Regions from separate parts of the Mus musculus genome. Here all the other regions are linked to region 3. A link is a contact called in public Hi-C data. All regions are on one chromosome and are shown on one strand. Each heading gives the region's core, a stretch centred on a gene start, on an enhancer-like site or on the middle of the called end of the contact. The rest is flanking DNA. Distances are from core to core; before and after follow the strand shown. Region 1 holds the start of Dnajb13 (DnaJ heat shock protein family (Hsp40) member B13). Region 2 overlaps Mrpl48 (mitochondrial ribosomal protein L48). Region 3 overlaps Rab6a (RAB6A, member RAS oncogene family).

The links. Hi-C and Micro-C count contacts between places; a contact is called where the count stands out from the background.
Region 1: a Hi-C map of bone marrow-derived macrophages shows a contact between it and region 3, with 51 read pairs. The contact joins the promoter of Dnajb13 here to the enhancer-like site in region 3. A contact is called at or near these places in 23 of 39 promoter capture datasets (the C10 cell line, the HPC-7 cell line, HPC-7-derived erythroid cells and 14 more), 7 of 15 datasets of contacts at CTCF or cohesin (CD8 T cells, the G1E-ER4 cell line, embryonic stem cells and 4 more), 129 of 484 Hi-C or Micro-C datasets (the 63-12 cell line, the AML12 cell line, B cells and 82 more), 18 of 115 datasets of contacts at active chromatin or transcription factors (the HPC-7 cell line, astrocytes, bone marrow-derived dendritic cells and 14 more) and 5 of 9 other capture datasets (adipose tissue, embryonic stem cells, liver and 2 more).
Region 2: a Hi-C map of bone marrow-derived macrophages shows a contact between it and region 3, with 46 read pairs. The contact joins two enhancer-like sites. A contact is called at or near these places in 2 of 39 promoter capture datasets (cranial neural crest and stem cell-derived epiblast-like cells), 1 of 15 datasets of contacts at CTCF or cohesin (pro-B cells), 16 of 484 Hi-C or Micro-C datasets (the AML12 cell line, B cells, the C10 cell line and 11 more), 8 of 115 datasets of contacts at active chromatin or transcription factors (the 230-238 cell line, the HPC-7 cell line, bone marrow-derived dendritic cells and 4 more) and 3 of 9 other capture datasets (adipose tissue, liver and pancreatic islet).

Annotation. Positions count from the first base shown.
Region 1 is chr7:100,513,272-100,517,508 of GRCm38.p6, forward strand. It overlaps Dnajb13 (DnaJ heat shock protein family (Hsp40) member B13), which reads right to left and starts at 1,544. Exons shown (of 8, transcript NM_153527.2): 1 at 1,422-1,544. The coding sequence starts at 1,489.
Region 2 is chr7:100,569,899-100,574,349 of GRCm38.p6, forward strand. Mrpl48 (mitochondrial ribosomal protein L48) reads right to left here. Exons shown (of 8, transcript NM_198831.3): 3 at 1,354-1,391. Among named protein-coding and RNA genes, the nearest start is that of Mrpl48, 11 kb to the right of the region's middle. Within about 2 kb of position 3,188, at least 14 of the 459 cell types and tissues checked have an H3K27ac peak or open chromatin away from gene starts, as enhancers often do. A contact at or near this core is called in bone marrow-derived macrophages, where this site is marked.
Region 3 is chr7:100,636,169-100,640,152 of GRCm38.p6, forward strand. Rab6a (RAB6A, member RAS oncogene family) reads left to right here. Exons shown (of 8, transcript NM_024287.4): 7 at 527-593; 8 at 3,087-3,984. The coding sequence ends at 3,151. Among named protein-coding and RNA genes, the nearest start is that of Plekhb1, 24 kb to the right of the region's middle. Within about 2 kb of position 1,698, at least 4 of the 459 cell types and tissues checked have an H3K27ac peak or open chromatin away from gene starts, as enhancers often do. A contact at or near this core is called in bone marrow-derived macrophages, neural progenitor cells and neural stem cells, where this site is marked.

The sequences.
Region 1 (4,237 bases), core at 294-2,793, 120 kb before region 3:
TCTGTATGGTGGGGACATAGGTTATGTCAAGTTGACATAAAACTAGCCAGCACACTTGGTCTTCTGGTAATTAGGCTAGCCTTATCTATTTGCCATGGTAATCCTTCCATTGATGAGTCCCATTGGCCACCTGATTTCTCTTGTGGTAACTTTTCAAACCCACTAGCCAGTGAGAGCCCTGAGCAGAGGATGACGTCATACACTGCACTGAATTGTTCTCAACTGTTGAAAGAGTTTTTCTGATTTCTCCCTCCCCACTGGACACCCACATCCCTCCCCTTCAGTCCACACAAGACCTGGCCCAGGGAGGAAGGGGCAGTCTCTGATTTCTGATTCCATTTGTCACATACAAGCCCCTGGGATGACAGTGGCTTTTCCTCTCAGGGTCACTGTGAGGATTAAATAAAGCAGTGATGGGAAGCTCTCAGAGCAGCACCTATATGTTCAATACAAGCATCTAGTGTACCCCAAACCTCCAGGGGCCCCAGATGCTTCCCTCTTTCTTTATACCTTTGGGGACACAACTGATTTCCAAATTCAGTGTCTCCCCTCCAGCCCACTGTGGAGTCTTAGTCCTCCTGGAAGCCTTGTCCTTTGGCTTAATTATCAGGACAGTCTCCTTAGAAGCCCTCGCCTCTCAACACAAGCTTCTGTGGCCTGGGTACGGCCTGGGTACATCTCCTTTTATAACAATACACATTCCACAACAAATGGCCTGCACTGGACCCAGCCCTAAAGATTAGTGCTCCATAAATATTTGCCCAAAACTTTCTTTCAAAGAAAAACTTTAAAAGATCAAATATTTCAGAAACAAAGCCTTATCCCTGTCCTAGATGTTCCCCTAAACACATACACACACACACACACACACACACACACACACACACACACACCTTTCCTTTTACGAACAGGGCCTTGCTATGTAGCTCAAGCTAACCACAGACTCGCTATTTGGGGATTACAGACATGTACCATCTCATCCATATCTAAACTGTCACAAAGTCCCTGAGATGTGACAGAGGTGTTCAGAGATGGAGATCAGTCAGTGACAAAAACCCATATGATGGCCAAAATGAAAACTGTAACATCCATTAGTCCAGGTCATTTCTGGTTCACACACCTGTGGTTCTTCATGAGACTCAAGATAAGGTCCAAATTGTCCTTTGTCTTCATTTCATAGCTAGAAATTCAGACATGACCCAAGAAGAGCTAAGAGGCAGGAGCATTGGACGTGGGAAGCCCACTGATGCACTTAGGTGTGTCTGAATTTCGTCTATGTCCTAACCAGCACAAAGCCAGATAGGGCATACAAGAGGAGAGAGGTGCCCCTTTCCTACTCTAAACTATGCAGGGAAACTGTTTGACTGGCATCAGGGTGGGGTTGCCTCTGCGCATGCCAGGCTAGGATCCCGCCCACTTACGCCTTCTTGATCTGGGCATCTTCTGAGTTGCGGGTGACCTGAAGCACAGCATAGTAATCCAGCCCCATGGCTGGTACCAATGGGTCTGTTTTTCCTCAGACTCCAGCCTCTGTTAGTTTGCGTTCTGTGGTTGCTCCTGACAACCACGAGTGGCACCCTGGGAATTGTAGTCTTTCCATCTTGAACAAATGGTCCTGGGGCGCTCATAACTGGTTCCGTGATCCCGAAAAAGGTCACACAGCTCAGAAACTGGAGTTCCCGAGCGCCTTTTTGCTTATTTTTTAGTACAGAAATCACCTTTAATTTAAAATATTCAGAACAAAGCCGGTTGTAGTGGTGCAACATCTTTAATCCCAGCACTCAGCAGAGGTAGTTGTGGGCTGGAGGCTAGCCTAATGTACATAATGAGTTTGTTGTGAGTCTGGGGTCGCCCAGAGATACGCCGACTCGGTTTTGGTTTTAATAAATTAGAGGCTTTTTATAATAAAGAAAAGAAAAGAGGAAAGGAAAGGAAAGGAAAAAAGGAAAAGAAAAGAGAAAAGGAAAGGAAAGGGAAAAGGAAAAGGAAAAGGAAAAAGAAGGAAAGGAAAGGAAAGGAAAGGAAAGGAAAGGAAAGGAAAGGAAAGGAAAGGAAAAAGGAAAGGAAAGGAAAGGAAAGGAAAAAGGAAAGGAAAAGAAAGAAAAAGAAAAAAACCACAAAACAAAAACAAAACTTCAGGACCAAACTAGAGAGAGTTCTCTAGGTAAGACTCTGGCTATTTTTAGACAAAGTATTATAAAGAAAAGGTTCACAAAGTTATAATTTTGGGAGCCAAATGAACTCATATCGTGTCTGTGTGTGGTCAAGGTTTGGTTTTGTAGCAGCCATGCAACAGGTGCCTCAGCCATCCAAGCAAGCTGGCGTTTCACATAACAGCAGTTAGCCTGTTTAATCTTGTGACCCAAACCTTGTATGAGTAGCAGAGCCAGTGAAATGTTTCGTAACAATCAGCAATTTTTAAACAATAGTCCACCTGTACCAGGAAGTGGTCCATCTCAGGCCTGCTCACCTGGCACATCAGGTAGGGGCAACTTCCTTATGGCTTATACAAGTTAAAAACAATTTTGTTTCTACAAGCCTAGCACAGTAAATTTATCCTCTAAACATACTGTTCACTATCACAGGTTTCAGGACAGCTAAAGCTACATAGTGAGAACTTGTCTCTCTTAAAAGTGTTTGTTGTTTTGTTTTGTTTTTTGAGAACGAGTTGAGTATGGTGTAAGACCAGCCTTGGCTATGTACTTTATAAATACTTGAATAAGTACTTTTTTTTCTAAAAAACAAATGTATTTGGCTGATTATTTATTTAGGTTTTTGGTTTTTCAAGACAGGATTTCTCTGGGTGTCCCAGAACTCACTCTGTAGACCAGGCTGGCCTCAAATTCAGAGATCTGCCTGCCTTTGCCTCCCAAGTGCTGGGAATAAAGGTGTGCGCCACCACTGTCCAGCTCTGGTTTTTTTTAATTGAAGGATAGTTTTATATTTTTAGAAAAACGAAATTAAAATGTTCTCATCTTCCCTCCACCCAATTTCCCTGTTAGTGTGTGCCATTAGTGTGCTACATTAACTGCTAGACAGCAGTTAAGAGCAGATGCTTACACAGGACAGAGGCAGCCCTGAGCTCTGTCCCAGCACCCACACTGGGCAGCTCACACCAGCCAGGAACTCCAGCCCCAGTGGATCAGACACCCTCTTCGGCCTTCTGTGCTCACCTGTCCTCACCAGCACATAGCCACCCAGAGACATCCACACATACGCATACCGAAAATAAAATCTTAATTAAAAAAAAACTAAAAAAAGTGATACAATTGTCATAAATATGAATAATATCAATGTCCTCCCTCTCCCTCCCTCCCTCTTCCTCTTCCTCTCTCTCTCTCTCCCTCTCTCTTCCTTTCCATGTGTGTGCAGATGTGAGTGCATGTGTGTGCATACTAGAGGGCAGAGATTGACATTGGATGCCTTCCTCAGTTGCCCACTTTGTTTTTTAATTAATTTTTCAAGACAGGGTTTCTCTGTGTAGTCCTGGCTGTCTTGGAACTTGCTCTGTAGACCAGGCTGGCCTCAAACTTATAGAGATTCATGGGCCTCTGCCTTCCAAGTGCTAGGACTAAAGGTGTGTGTGGTCACCACCTGGTCCTATTTGTTTTATTTTGCATGTATAATGAATGTTTCGCTTGCATGTGTGTATGTGCATCATGTGCATGCCTGGTGCTTTTGGAGGCCAGAAGAGAGTGTTGAACCCTCCGGAACTGGAGTTTCAGATGGTTGCAAGCTGCCATATGGGTGCTGGGAATTGAACCTAGGTCCTCTGGAATTAACGAGTGCAACTAACCACTAAAACATCTTTCACATGCACACTTTATTTTTGAAACAAGGTTCTCAATGAATCTGAAGCTCACCAATTTGGCAAGTCTGGCTGGCCATGCAGTTCCACAGAACCATCTGTCTACACGTCTCCATTACCTCAGCTCTGAGGTTACAAATACATGTCACCATGCCCAGCTTTTCAGAGTCTAGTCTGAGAACCTAGACTCAGGTTGTCAGGTTTGCACAGCAGGCACTTTATCCAGGGAGCCGTATCCCCAGTCAGTCAGTCATCTATCTATCTATCTATCTATCTATCTATCTATCTATCTATCTATCTATCATCTATCTATTTATCTATCTATCTATCTATCTATCTATCACCTATCTATCTATCTATCTATCTATCTATCTATCTATCTATCTATCTATCTTATCTATACCTATTTGTCATATGATCATGTTACTA
Region 2 (4,451 bases), core at 1,938-4,437, 65 kb before region 3:
CACACACACACAGAGCTGGTATTTAGAGATACCTAGCTTTGGAGTCCAGTGTTAAAGCAGTGCCTGTCCACTCCTGCAATCTTTAGAATGCAACCATTCTAATGATTACCACATTTAAAGCCTCTTACATACTATCTTGCACACTCTGAGTCCATATTTGTTCCTTTCCTTATTCTCTTATCTCTGGTGCTTGTTAGTTATATGACAAACAGCCATTGGGGGCACCAACATCTTTGCATTCACAGATAGCACTAGGGAAACCAGGAATGCTAAACATGAAGGATTGTCTCTACAAAGGGAAAGCTTTATTGTTTTCTGCCCAGAGGCTGGGAATGGAGATGGCTAGTAGCCTAGGCAACCTATGTGCTATCTGTAATGGCTAGGCCATACCAAGCTCCCACAAACATGACCGGAGGTACTGATAGCTCATTTGACCAGGTCCTCCCCTAGGCCTTTAAGATAACATAGATACCCTATCTTTAGAACCCATCTTCACAGTAGTGACATGGACTTTGAGAAGAGTTTTGATGTAATAATGCCTCCTGTGCACACAGGATTGTTATTATACCAGAATCCCTCCTCCCCATTGTACTGTAAATAAATATACCTAAAAGCAGCTGCCCAGTGTCAGACCCTAGAAGTGTGAAACAACCCCATCTACTGAGTCCCGTTTAGCCAAACTTCCCTTGCCTCACATGGATCATGACTCTGCTAGCCCTGAAGGTCGTAGAGACACCAACAAACAGCTATGAATTTTGTTATGATAGAAAATGAAAACTTGTCAAGTAACTGAGTTAACATTAACTAAAAGCAATTGAGTTAATGAGATTGAATAGAGTGTGAATTTGAAAAACAGGTTTGAGGCAGTAGTGTTATAATAACCAGACAAGCTAGCTATTTTTCAACTGCTTATAATGTTTTATCTCATTGAATTTTCAAATACCTCATTACAATTTACAGTAATTCTTGTTTTTTAATTGAGGAAACTAAGCTTCAGAGAGGTCGTCAAAGGTCATGGAATAAGCCTGGAGCATGCCTTTAATCCTAGCACTGTAACCAGAGGCAGAAGGATCTCTGATTTTAAGTCTAACCTAGCACGTAAGACTCTGTCTCAAAATAATATGCAAGTAATTAATCACCAAAGAAGGCAATGACAAAGTTTAAATACAAATTCACTACACGGCTCTTGTCCTAACCACTTCATGTTCTTATCTACAGCTCCAGCTTATGTAAGGAAGGATCAGGCCTCTGCTACCCTCCTAAAAGACTGAGTCAGCATTTTAGACAAAATCATTATAGAGAGCTAGAGGGTCATTTAGAGAAAGTAGACCATACCAAAAAGTAACTACTTACCTGCAGAAAAAATGGGATTCTCTCCCAAACTTCTGAACCTAAAAAGAAAGAGGAAAGTATGTTGACTATAATTAGATATATACATTTATTTGCAAAATTACTATAGCCTTTATGTTCTAAAGTAGGATATAGTAACAGTAGATATTTCCTCACTCTCTGCTTCCACAAACATTATTAAGCACCTACTACTACATACCAGATAAAGTGGTCCTGAGGAGGCAAACTAAGTGCAGTATCTCTTATGAGGTCTGGATGGGATGGTAACTGTAAAGAAATGATAGCCATGAGATAGCACTGATCTAGAACAGAAACATGTACAAGAGTCAAAGGAAATGTGATCTCTTCAAGCAGGGAGCTAGAAGTAGGGAAAGGAAACTATTTAAACTGAGTCTAAAACTACGGGATGGAGAGATGCCTCAGAGGTTAAGAACACTTGTTGCTCTCACAAAGGATTCAGGTTCAGTTACTAGCACCCATATAGCAGCTCCTAACTGTCTGTAATTCCAGTTGCAGGAAATCCAATTCCCTTCTCTGGCCTCCCTGGACAAAAGGCATGCTCATGGTACACACATATATATATGCAGGCAAACTATTCACACATGTAAATTTTTTTAAAGTTCTTTCTCTTCCAGTTCCAGGTGCTGTGGGAGCCAAAGGTTACTGTGCAGGCATGGCCTAGTCTAAAAACCACACCAATCACAACCAATCTCAAAAATGGCACAGAAATGGCATCAAGAAACCCAGTCTTAAAGATATTGTTCTCTTAAGGAGGGCAACCCCCAATTCCTGAGGAACACGTGCTTTGCCAAGAAGTACACAGCAAGAAAGACCCGAAGAAGATGCAGGAAGACAATGCAGAGGCAATGAGTACACGTGCAGAGGCCCTTAAAGCCCTGGCGGTTAAGCCCATGATGCTGAAGGGCCACACCTCCAGCTAAGGCCCAGGCTTCAGCTCCAGTTCAGGCTCCCAAAGGTGTCCAGGCTCTTTTAAGGGCCCCAGGGGGCTGGGGGGGGGAGGCTTCTATCTGCCAATGTGAAGACAGATGGACTGCTCTGACACACCTACACACTATTGCAGATGGTCAGTGCCCCGTGCTGTTTTTACAAATAAACTTGAGGCAAAGGCTGTTTATAAATAGACAGATAGACAGATAGACAAACAAATAAATGTGGCTATAAGTGGGAGGTGTAGCCAGAAGGGTTGCCTAGCATGTCCAAAGTTTTGGGTTTGAGCCTCTAATACTGCAAGAACCAAGAAAAGAAGGAGAGGAGCCAACAGGAGAGGAAGGGACCTGATCTCAATCACTTAGCACTACAGGAACTCGGCAGAGGTATGAACAGGTGTTTGGAAAACAGCGAGCAAGAGGCTGTGAGTAGAACTTTAGCAGGAGATAAGGGGACAGGGAGAAAAATTAAGACTGGAAAGGTGATTCAGAGCCAGATCATGAAACTCCCATAAACTGTACTGTTTGTTTTTACCTGTGCAGGCAAAGGAAGATTTTAAGCACAGGAGTGAAATGATCAAGCCTGTGTTTTAAAAACTCAGCAGTAAGTAAGAGGTGAAATGGGAAGAGGAGAGACTGAAGCAGAACTGTGAGGCAGACACGGCGCCTGCAGTACTGGCATAGGCTCTAGGAGGGAGGAAGACAAGGACAGCCAGAGCTGGGCTGCACACAAGCAGGAGAGAGGGGGATCAGATGGCTCGAGCCCAGCTGACTAGGGAACTGGAGCATTCTAATTTCTGCCTTCTGAGAAGCTTTGAAACTAAACTGTGGTACAGACTATAGGAAAGCCAATCTGTGATGGAATGCTGACCGAACCATTTCTAATTGTGACATTAGGCAAGATGTTTGATGTCACTGTAACTCAGTTATTTCATCTCTAAAATGCAGGCAATAAGAGGTCATCTCATGGGACTGAAATGCTAGCTTAATCTGAGTCAGTTTCCTGTTCTGTAAAATGATTGCACTTGTAGTCGTTCTATAATATTTTGTGAAGGTTAGAGTTAAGATGTAAAGTGACTTGGTATCATTGCAGGTGTTTATCAAATAGTAGATAGATAATGACTGAAATACATTGAAATGGAAAGAGAATATAAAGAGAAAGGCTTCAATAAATGTGAATCAATAAAACAAAACAAAAAAAAACCCACTTAGGTTTGAAACCTAATTCTAAAATTACATACTCTATCATTTTAAAGCAATTGATCTCTCTCTCTCTCTCCCCCCTTTTTTAATGTGCATTGTGTTTGTCTGTGTGAGCCTGTCAGTTCCTTTGAAATTGGAGTTATAGACAGTGTGAGCTGTCATGTGGGTACTGAGAATTGAACCCAGGTATTCTGGAAGAGCAGCCAGTAGTCTTAACTGCTGAGCCATCTCTCTAGTCCCAGATTTCACTCTCTTTAGATGTCAGTTATTAAGTGTTGTAGGCCATGATATGGATTATAAAATTCATTTTGAGTAAGATGGTACAATTGTCTTCATTACCAACTTCTCTGAATTTAGAACTACTTGGGATACTCCTCTGATACTCTATCAAGGTGTTCCCAAAGAAGTTTAATGACCAGGAAAGACTGACCTTGAATGTGGGTGGCACTTCCCCAGGTTGAATAAAAAGAAACAAGGCCAAGCAAGGCTAGGACCAGCTTTCAGCTCTCTGCACTCTGACTGTGCTTACAGTATGACTCCTGTTCCTGAGGCCATACCTTCTCCACCATGACAGCCTGCACACTCAAACTGTAAGCCAACTATATCTGATAATAACACTAAGACTGTAGTTAATATAGTAGCTTACCATTTGAGAAATCTGAGCAGAGTAACAGTGTAATTGAATACATTTTGAAAGAATCACTCCACTTTCAGTATGAAGGAAGAAAAAGAAAACATGGAAAGAAGATGAGGAGCAGATTCCCCAGGGCTTAGCAAAACAGAAGGCAAGAAGTACGAAATGCTGTGGCTCTGTATATGTAACAGTGGAGCCAACAGTCTGTTGGTAACTGTGGAACAAGAAACATAACAGTATCAAGGGTAACTGCAAGGTTCTGAGCAAAAGGATGAACAGAATTGCCTTCTTCTGAGGATGGTGAAAGAGCAATGTGG
Region 3 (3,984 bases), core at 448-2,947:
ACAGCTGTTTGATTACACCACCGTGTAGAATTTACACTATCCAATTCATAATACAGTTGCCACAGATAGTATGGCGTAGACTTTGATTTTAGTAAGATTGGGGTAGGATTGGTGGAGGGCAGGTAAGGATAGGTACTGCATATTACATCAATTTGGAGTTGAGGGTTAAAAACTGAGATAGGTAAAGTGTCTGGGAGCAAAACAGTTCTCGTGCATCCTGGCATCTACTGTCTGGTGTATGTGAAAAGCAACGTTTTTCCTTGCCCTATTCCTGTTTTACTATATATAGTTTCAGATCTATTAAACATTTTATTTTTTGGTGTGCTAATGTTGGATGTATATATATTTATAATTCTACTTTTAAATTGACTTTTTATCACAATATACTAGCTGTAAGATGACAGTAACAAAACCTTACTATCAATTATTTTAAGGTCTTAACTTGCTTTCTTGATTCTGTCATCTAAGTGAGGAATAACCTATTTGCCATCCTATGGTCGTCAGCTTAATACCTCTCTTCTCACAGCTTTTCCGGCGTGTTGCTGCAGCTTTACCTGGAATGGAAAGCACACAGGACAGAAGCAGAGAAGACAGTATCCTTTTTGCTTTTTAAGACAATTTTTCTGTTGCCAAGCATAGTGGCACATGTTTTTAACCCAACACTGGGAAAGCAGAAGCAGGCAAATCTTTGAATTTGAGGCGAGCTTGGTCTGCACAGTGAATTCTAGGACAGCCAGGTCTTTGTAGAAGGATCCTGTCTCAACAAAAGCAAAAACAAACTGAGAACAAACATTGACTGTCACTACTATTTTTTGGAGCCATACTTGTGGCTTATTAGTTACCTATTGTGGGACAGAACACCAGACAAAAGGAGCTGAGAGTGGAAGGGTTTGTTTTGCCCCACTGTTTAAGGGCATGGCCCACCCACCATGGTGGGGAAGATGCAAAGCAGAGTAACTCTCTCACGATCTACGATCTTGAGGCAGCTGGTCATGGTGCTTCTGCAGTCAGGAAGAAAACATGAATGCTGGTATTCTGCTCTTTTTCTTCTTATTTAGTCCAGGACCCCAGCCCATGAAATGATGTCACCCATATCCAGTGTGGGTCTTCCCACCTTAGATCTCCTTGGAAGCACTCAGAAGCTTATCTCCTGATGTTATGAGTTTAGTCAAGTTGCCAACCAAAATTAACTGTCATAGTAGACTATTACCTTGAATGTAGAGATTGGTGTCTTGGGTGCACATAAACTCAGGAGTTCTGTAGCAAATTAGGCCTAGTTATCCAGATGGACCTGGCTTCTTACTCAGATTTTGTTGTTTGTTCACCTGCTCCTTTCCCTTTCTGTGAGGATGTGATAGGGTAGAGTTTGTTTTGTCTAATTTGGTTTTTGTCTTGAAACAGTCTTGATTTCAGCCTGGTCCCAAACATCTGACCCTTCACTGTCAGAGTACAAAGATTACATGTACCAAAAAAAAAATATTCTTAATGTGGTATTGGGAGTTTTGCCCAGGGTTTACCCAGGGTGTCTTGCCTGCAAAGCACACTGCCAACTAGGCTCAGCTTTAAGTCTCCTGCTCTCCCTTACCACCCCCCCCCCCAAAGATTGTGTACATGCATGCCCACAAAAGCCAGAAGAGGTCGGTCATAAGATCCTCTGGAGCTGGAGTTTCAGATAGTTGTGAGCCACCTAGTGTGAGTGCTTGGAACTGAACTCAGATCCTCTGAAGCTCACCAAGCCCCCTTAGCTGCTGAAACATTATCTCCTAGCTTCCTCACTTGCTGTTTAATAAGCAAAAAACTTAAAATCCCCTGTCTCCTGAAGTTGCATTTTTGTATCCCAGATTTTCCCAAACTTGGCACAAGAAATAACTCAGAATGGAACTGTATCATAGCTTCTTAGTTTAGAAAAAGGATGTAATGAAACACATTTAATGATTTCTAAGAGTTTTGATTGGTGGTTTTCATTGTATTTACCTTCTACTGTTTTCTCTTATAAAGACATTTATTAAGCTGAAGACTTCATGACACTGTAGTCAATGATTTTTATTTCTAAGTATTTATTACTTTTAATAACAGTAAGTTCTACTGAGTTAGAGTAACATTTAAAATTAAAATTTCCCCTTATTTGAGTTATTTTGTAGGATATGGTCAGATACTTACTATATATAATTCTTTAAGAAATGTCATCTTTACCCCCAATGGAGGAGCTAGAGAAAGTATCCAAGGAGCTAAAGGGATCTGCAACCCTATAGGTGGAACAACAATATGAACTAAACAGTACCCCCAGAGCTCGTGTCTCTAGCTGCATATGTATCAGAAGATGGCCTGGCCATCAGTGGAAAGAGAGGCTCATTGGTCATGCAAACTTTATATGCCCCAGTACAGGGGAACTCCAGGGCCAAAAAGTGGGAGTGGGTGAGTAGGGTAGGGGGGGGAGGGTATGGGGGACTTTTGGGATAGCATTGGAAATGTAAATGAGGAAAATACCTAGTAAAAATTTTTTTAAAAATAATAAATTAATCAGCTATTTAAAAAACAAAAAAGAAATGTCCTCTTCAGGCTGGTGAGATAGCTCAGCGAGTAAGAGCACTGACTGCTCTTCCAAAGGTCCTGAGTTCAAATCCTAGCAACCACATGGTGTCTCAAAACCACTGGTTATGAGATCTGACACTCTCTTCTGGTGTATCTGAAGATAGCTACAATGCACTTATTTATAATAATAAATAAATCTTTGGGTGGGAGCAAGCAGGGACTTACCGAGTGGAGTGACCAGAGTGAGTAGGGTTTACGGAGTGAGCAGAAGTCCTAAATTCAATTACCAACAAGCAGTTGAAGGCTCACAACCATCTGTACAGCTTCAGTGTATACTCTGAAGGTGGATCTCTGAGCTGAGGCCAACCTGGTCTGCAGTGTGAGCTCCAGGACAGCCAAGGCTATTACACAGAAACTTTGTCTTGGAAAACAAAGAGAGAGAGAATATATGACTGAATAGGTTCTGAAATCAAGTATAAGGGGCTTGTCAGAGATGTCAGAATTCAACAGTTAGACTTGTACTTTTGTATACAACTCCTTAACTTTTGTTTCAGTGATTGACATAAAACTGGAAAAGCCTCAGGAGCAACCAGTCAATGAAGGCGGCTGTTCCTGCTAATCCCCCTGGCATCTTTCAACCCTCCTGCAGAAGCTCACTGCTTTGGCCCCATACTCTTTCATTGACTGCAGTGTGAATATTGGCTTGAACCTTTTCCCTTCAGTAATAACGTATTGCAATTCATCATTGCTGCCTGTTTCGTGGAGGTGATCTATTAGCTTCACAAGCACAAAAAAGTCAGTGTCTTTATTATTTATATTTTTTAAAAGCCAAACAATTCCAGCATACTCGTGATAACTTTGAGGATTAGATACATTTTCTTAACATTTTTTTCCCTTTTTAATGTTATGATAATGTACTTAAAATGATGAAAATCTCAGCAGTATGTGTGTGGCTTGTTAAAGAGCAGCGTGTTCATAGCAGCGTTGCCTGCCTTCTTGCTGTCTATCAGCCTTTCTTGCCTCTTCCTTTTCGCCTTCCCTGTTCTTCCCTTTCTCAAACAAACAAGACATGGCAAACCGCAGTCTAACCCAGCCCTTTGAAATTATCCATAGTTTTACAGACAGCTCCAGGCTATGAGCCACAATGTCCAAAATTATTCTTGAGCACTGATATAAATTACTTAGACCTTCTTTGAGGGCAGAACTCAGCTGTTGCTCTCATGATGGGCAGTGCTGGAAAGGGTTCTGGTATGTCTTCAAAATGAGTCCACGAGTTTACTGAGTGCTTACAGGTAAAGGAATGAATATAAGATGTCTTTCTGATCAGAACAGGTGTCCCTTCACATGAGCTTTACTAGACTCTGGGAGGGAAAAGTAGCCAAGTACTTCTGAACCATTTTTTAATACTTGTTTCGTCATGGTGAAATTATAGCAGTTATCCCAAAATGTTTT